Linked DNA regions of Pan troglodytes: region 2 is linked to region 1. A link is a contact called in public HiChIP or PLAC-seq data. All regions are on one chromosome and are shown on one strand. Each heading gives the region's core, a stretch centred on a gene start, on an enhancer-like site or on the middle of the called end of the contact. The rest is flanking DNA. Distances are from core to core; before and after follow the strand shown.

The links. HiChIP or PLAC-seq counts read pairs in DNA pulled down with a chosen protein or histone mark.
Region 2: an H3K4me3 HiChIP or PLAC-seq map of stem cell-derived excitatory neurons shows a contact between it and region 1, with 2.9 times the contacts expected there. The contact joins the promoter of GPBP1L1 here to the promoter of MAST2 in region 1. A contact is called at or near these places in 1 of 7 Hi-C or Micro-C datasets (stem cell-derived neural progenitor cells) and 1 of 1 datasets of contacts at active chromatin or transcription factors (stem cell-derived excitatory neurons).

The regions. Positions count from the first base shown.
Region 1 is chr1:185,162,476-185,165,806 of NHGRI_mPanTro3-v2.0_pri, forward strand. MAST2 (microtubule associated serine/threonine kinase 2) reads right to left here and starts at 1,789. Exons shown (of 29, transcript XM_063781249.1): 1 at 34-1,789. The coding sequence starts at 210.
Region 2 is chr1:185,279,692-185,283,022 of NHGRI_mPanTro3-v2.0_pri, forward strand. It overlaps GPBP1L1 (GC-rich promoter binding protein 1 like 1), which reads left to right and starts at 1,556. Exons shown (of 12, transcript XM_054682638.2): 1 at 1,556-1,774. It overlaps TMEM69 (transmembrane protein 69), which reads right to left and starts at 2,868. Exons shown (of 3, transcript XM_063802542.1): 1 at 699-2,868.

The DNA.
Region 1 (3,331 bases), core at 539-3,038:
AGGTTCACCCTCCCGGATCCCAACCCGCCCTACCTGCTCCTTGCCCTCGGGCCCCGCGGGGCCCGTCCGCTCCTCCAGCCGCTGCCTCCCGGGCGGCGCTCGCCGGCGCGGCGGCAAAGACTGGGACAGCTCCGCTGCCCGCTGAACTCCATCCTCCCGGCGGTCGGGCGGCGGCGGCTGCGGTCGGTCGCGGCAGCGGCTCCGCTTCATATCTGCAGCTGGGGCCCGCGGGCGTCAGCGCCGCGACTGTCCCGGCTCCGCACTGCCCCGGGCCGCAGCGCAGCCGCGCCAACCACCACCCGCGGCCACCATGGCCGGGCGGGCTCCCTAAGCCACCGACCCCAGCCCGCGGCGCCTTCGAGCCTTCTGGGGCCTCCGGCGCCGCGACCTCCTCTGCGCTCCTCACGGAAGAGACAGCATCGCTGCCGCCTCGCCTTCTCCCACCCAGCACACGCTGGGCAGGCCACCCGCCGCCGGCTCAGCCGCCTGCCTACAGCCAGCCTTCGGCCGGCCCCGCCCCTCACGCGCGCGCACCGGGAGCCCGCCCGCCACCTCCGGCCGCGCGCCGCCTCCCGCGCACGCGCCAGCGAACGGTCGCAAAGGACCCGCCCGTGGCCCTGGCGCGCAGTCGGAGGACCAGAAGCGGGCGGGGCTCTCGGCGCGCCGGCAGCGGCTGCGGACTCCCATTGAATCTTTCATTCATCCATTCATGAAACTGCTGGGCCAAGCTCAGTGCTGGGGACCCAAAAATGAGTTCGAGTCGATCGGTGTCCTCAAGGAACTAGGGAGAGAGGGGCCGGGAGCAGGAAGGAGACAGAATAACACAACTAATGAATAGAAGGCTAATGCATGCCTTTTTATTTAGTGCCTGCCAACTCTCACCTAATTCTCACATCACACTTAGGAGGCAAATCTGCGCATTCTCATATTACAGATAAAGAGACTAAGGCGAAGTGAAATGCACCAGGTCACCCAGCAAATCAGTGATCAAACTAGACGGAATTCTGGCTCTTCTGTCCCTTTCCACCGTGTTTGCTCTTTCCGGACAGTAAGACAGTGTGGAAACGCCTATAAAAGTGGAAAAAGTGATGGATTCCTTCTGGGAGGAGGAGAGGACAAAAAAGGCATACAATGAAGTCATCGTGTAGAGCCCAGCCCAGTCTGCTGTGGCCTGGGTAGCCTGACCTGCTGCCTGCGGTGACTCATCTGCTCAGCAACGTGTGGTGGTAGCTCAGCTCTGGCCTCCCTCTGGCTTCAGCTGGTCTGCCACATGTTGTGTTTTTCCTCTTTTGACCTAGAAGCCTTGCTTAAAGCCTTCACCCATTTGTCCTGGGCCTCTTCCCTGACGCCTTTCTGAGTAATAAAAATAGCCAACACTATGGAGTGCCCACTGGATACCACACACTGTGCATTCAATTCAGACATACACAAACAAGAAGTAAGTTGTATTTCCATTTTACAGTTGAGGAAATAGGCTCAAATTACATAATATGCTCAACATCACACAGCTTGTAAGTCCAGAGCCAGGACTCAAACCCAGGTCTGTCAGATCCGGACAGAAAGACAGTGCGGAAACACCTATAAAAGTGGAAAAAGTGATGGATTCCTTCTGGGAGGCCGGGAGGATGCACATAACCAATGTGCTCTACGGCCTGTCACCAGCCTGCTCCTCTATTCCCTGTCCCAGTTCCTTACCACCCATCCAGTTGCCTCAACCAGAAACCTGGAAATCATCCTGGACTCCTTCCTTGTCCTTTCCTCACATCCAATAAATGAACAAGTCTTATTGCCTCTATAACCTCACTATTTCTCCAATCTGCCTCCTCTTTCCGTCCCATTGGCACCACCTCAAGTCTCATCTTCCCTCAGCTACTTGACTGAGAAAGCCTTCTAACGGGTTCACTTATGCCAGTCTCATTGTCTTTAAACTCATCCTTCAAAAAGCCCTCACAAGACTCTTCCTATATGTTACTTGCTTGCTTAAAACAATTAAATGGACCGGGTGCAGTGGCTCACGCCTATAATCCCAGCACTTTGGGGGGCCAAGGCAGGCAGATCATGAATTCAGGAGATCGAGACCATCCTGGCTAACACAGTGAAACCCCATCTCTACTAAAAATACCAAAAAATTAGCCAGGCGTGGTGGTGGGTGCCTGTAGTCCCAGCTACTCAGGAGGCTGAGAACTGCATGAACCTGGGAGACAGAGCTTGCAGTGAGCCAAGATCATGCCACTGCACTCCAGCCTGGGTGACAGAGCAAGACTCCGTCTCAAAAAAAAAAAAAAGAACAAACAGTTAAATGAGGCCGGGCACGGTGGCTCACTCCTGTAATCCCAGCACTTTGGGAGGCCAAGGCAGGTGGATAACGAGGTCAGGAGATCAAGACCATCCTGGCCAACACGGTGAAACCCTGTCTCTGCTAAAAATACAAAAAATTAGCTGGGCGTGATGGCGGGCGCCTGTAGTCCCAGCTACTCGGGAGGCTGAGGCAGGAGAATGGCGTGAACCCGGGAGGCGGAGCTGGCAGTGAGCCAAGATCGCGCCACTGAACTCCAGCCTGGGCGACAGAGCGAGATTCCATCTCAAAAAAAAAAGCAATTAAATGAATCTCAAGATGAAGTGTAAACTTACTATGGCTGGCAAGGCCATCCAAATCTGGCCTCTACCTCCCTCTCCTTCTCCCATTAATCCATGCGGTGACAACTATTTATAATTATTCCAGCTACATGTACAGGGTCTGTCACATCCTTAGTTACAAATAACAAACAACTCTGACTATCTTAAGCCTAAGGGGTAATTTCTTAGAAAGCTACATAGAATGGATCACAGAGCTGAACAGAGATAGGAGAAAAAGGCTTACGTAGCTGGCAGGAAACAAGGAGCCCCCACAGACTGAACCTCAGGGACAATCTCAGGACACTGCTGTCACAACCACCAGGCAATGAGCTGCGCTGCTACTGTGCACCCCTGCAAAGTAATTCTAACCCTCTCTTCATAGTTGCATCATCATTACAGATCAACAGTCTCTGGCAGGAGAACCCACTGACTCAGCCTTGGTAACTTAAGGACCAGAACCCATTCTACCTTCTCACCTTCCATACTGGTACTGCGAGAGTTATTGGGCAGATAGACTCTAAGCTAGTCCTCCTGCTCTACCTGCTTCCCAGTATTTTACACCTTTATGTAATCCCTTCCCATGAATGGAGATGAGGCCTGTGACTTGTTTCCAACCAATAGAATACAAAAAAAGTAAGACGATATCATTTCCTTGATTATGTTATATTATATAAGACTCTATCTTGCTAGAAGACTCACTCTTGCACTCCTAATG
Region 2 (3,331 bases), core at 306-2,805, 120 kb after region 1:
CCAGCTAATTTTTTGTATTTTTAGTAGAGACGGAGTTTCACCATGTTAGGATGGTCTCGATCTCCTGACCTCGTGATCTGCCTGCTTTGGCCTCCCAAAGTGCTGGGATTACAGGCATTAGGCACCGTGCCTGGCCCCAATTTTTGTATTTTTTGTATAGAAGGGGTTTTGCCATATTGCTCAGGCTGGTCTTGAACTCCTGAGCTCAAGCAATCCACCTGCCTCGGCCTCCCAAAGTGCTGGGATTGCAGGTGTATGCCACTTAGCCTGATACAACACTTAATAAGTTACTACATGTAAATAGCTGAGAACCGTCCCTGACGCAAAGCACTTTACACAGGAGGGACTGATTAAAAACTCTAATGTAAGCAGCCAGTAAAAACAGGTGAATGATAATTTGGATCTAGATCTGACAATTTCATTCTTAACCAAGAGAATGGGATGTCTAAAAAAACCTACAGTTGCTGCTTAATTTTAAAAAATCGATTGGGCAGGGCGCAGTGACTCGCTCCTGTAAGCCCAGCAGTTTGGGAGGCCGAGGTGGGTGGATCACGAGGTCAGGAGTTCGAGACCAGCCTGGCCAACGTAGTGAACCTCCCCCCCGTCTCTACTAAAAATACAAAAAATTAGCTGGGCGTGGTGGCAGTCGCCTGTAATCCCAGCTACTCGGGAGGCTGAGGCAGGAGAATTGCTTGAACCTGGGAGGCGGAGGTTGCAGTGAGCCGAGATCGCGCAATTGCACTCCAGCCCACGCGACAGTGCGAAGCTCCGTCTCAAAAAAAAAAAAAAAAAAAAAAAAATCGATTGAACTAATTTATTGATCACAGATCTTAGGGCTGGGTCAAGAAATCCTGTATACCAGTTAATGTCTTCATGCTATACTTAAGGAAGCAAGTAGGGAGGTAAGTAATCCTGGGCCTCCGAGTAGAATTTAGATCACACCCACACCCACCCACCTGAGCCCCAGACCAAAATGCCCGCAGAGCGTACCCATCACTTTTGTTCAAAATCACTTTCTTCGTAAGGACTTTACAGACCACTCCATTTAAAATCTCAACCATCCCCCCATCTTTGGAAACTCCCTTTCCTCTGTGGCACGTGCTTTCCAACTAGTGGGTATTAAAAAGTGATAACCTAAAAAGTCCAGGGACGGCAGGTGATGCGGGATTAAGGACTGAGACTCAAAGCTTAATCCTCCTAATATAAATGAAAAAGCTCAATATTCCCATTGCCCTGGTGGGAAGACTGCAAACTGCCAGCTTCAAACTGACCTCTGAGAAAGGAAGGCGGGGTTTAGACGCCAGTGTCTTCGGGAAACCCTGCCCGAGAGTGCCCGCGTCTCCAATTTACTACCAACCCTTGGTGCCCTCCCATCCCAACGTCGCAAATTTACTACCAACCCTTGGTGCCTCCCATCCCAACCTGCACCTGTGGCGACTTTGAGACTTGCCAGCGTTGCACGGAGAGAAGGAAAACAACCGCAACAACAGCCCAGGTCCACTGGAAAGGCACTTCCGGCAAGTGGATTCAGAGAGGCCCCTACTTCCTGAGGGCTGAAAAAAAATGAGTCCGGGTAGGGACTTGACCTGCGCTAACTGGTTCCTAGGCCCGGCTTACTGTTTGGGGGCCATTCTTAATTTCTAGTTGAATCCAGATGTTGAACGGTCCTTGAAGTTCTATTCCAGGGCTCCCAGGCAGCAGAATCTGCCCACAGAGTTCGGGAAAGTAGAGTGCAAGTACTGAAACAATCTCAGAATGATGGTGGTGAAGGAAGGTAAGAAACGGGATTTTAGGCCCAGTGTGACCTGAATTGCTTGCCATCTGTGGAACTTATGTTTTACTTTGCAAAACAGGGTTTATAAGGCCTATGGGGACACATCTCACTCTGCATTAGGGCCCTTTACTATCATTTAGAGGGGGAAAAAAGCCCAGTTCTTACATCCATTTTCTTTGCTGGGACCTATAAACTTCATTAAGGGTTAAAGAGCACAAGAGCAGGATTTTCACTTCCATGAAAGGTGTGGTGATAAGGGCCCTAGGCTTGGGGGTGGTTCGGAAAGTCAGATCATTTCTCCTACTGCCCTCGGCTTTATTTCTCGGCTATGTGACCTTGGGCAAGTCCCTTCTCTTATCTAGACTTGTTTCACAGGAAATGGCACCAGGCAATTTTAGTGTCCTTCCGTGTCTATGGATAAAACTGAAGACATGTAATAGGAAATCTCAGGGGCCCACGCCGGCCAGTCCCTCCAATCCTCCGGATTCTAGGTAGTCTAGCTTCCTGGTTGCCAGCCATTACACGGTTTAGCTTTCCGTGCCGGATGGAGCCACAGCGAAGTCTTCCTTAATAGTAAGCGCTTTTAGTCGAGCTAGGCCTTCAGTTTTATTGCCTTCTCTGTCATGGCAGCGCCGCCCCTTCCAGTAGTGCGATACCCAATGAGACTTCAGGTAGGAGAAACGGCACTGTCACAAGCGCAGGCTCTCGCCGGAATCCCGCCCTTCGCTGGGGCGGGGGAGTGACGCCTGCGCTCCAGGGGAACTACTACTCCCAGCGGGTAGCGCGGCCGACGCAGCCGCTCAGCCCCCGGGGCCAGGCCGTGTGGCCCGCTGGGGACTGGAGTCTCAACGACGCGCACACGTGAAGGAGCGGAAGGTGGGAAAGGGCCGGAAAACACACGTTCCTCCGAAACCGGTTTGCAAGTCCTTGTAGAGGTAGTTTCGGGACGCGCACTGGCCCAGGGGCGGGCTGTGGGAGGGTGAAGAAAAAAGGGATACACACATGCATACCCACCCACTCATTCATACGCGCCCAGGCCCTGGAAGTGGGCAGGGGGGTTAGAAGGGGCGTACTAAACTAGGCTTGTCCGTGCCTCAGGCGGCACGAGGAAAGGCAGAGGATTCAATTCTGTAGGGGGCAGAGGCGACCACGCGCCGCCTCAAGCGGCGAAGAAGGCAGCCGGGGGCGGGGCAGGGCATAACCGCCGTTCTGGAGGCCGAATGTTGGCAGCGTAGGGAACTGGCGTCCGGGAGGGTCGCCGGAGCAGGTCCCTTGCGCATGCGCTTCTTCAGGTGGGCGTGTGTAAGGCGGGGTCGGACGGGGGATGGGAGGGCCGTGCTGCTGGTCGCTCCTCCTCCTCCACCCGCTCTGCCTCTCTTGGACCTTGTGGGCCGGGCAGCCATTTTGGGAAGAGCTTTGTTATGGTTGTGGACTAGCCGCCTCTGCCGGGTCGACAAGCTGGGGACGCGTCCTCAGACGCTGCGTCTAGTCCCTGGCCATAGCTCCGCCGCTGCCCGGTGAGTGGGAGTTTGGGAAACGGGGCAGTAGGAGATCTTG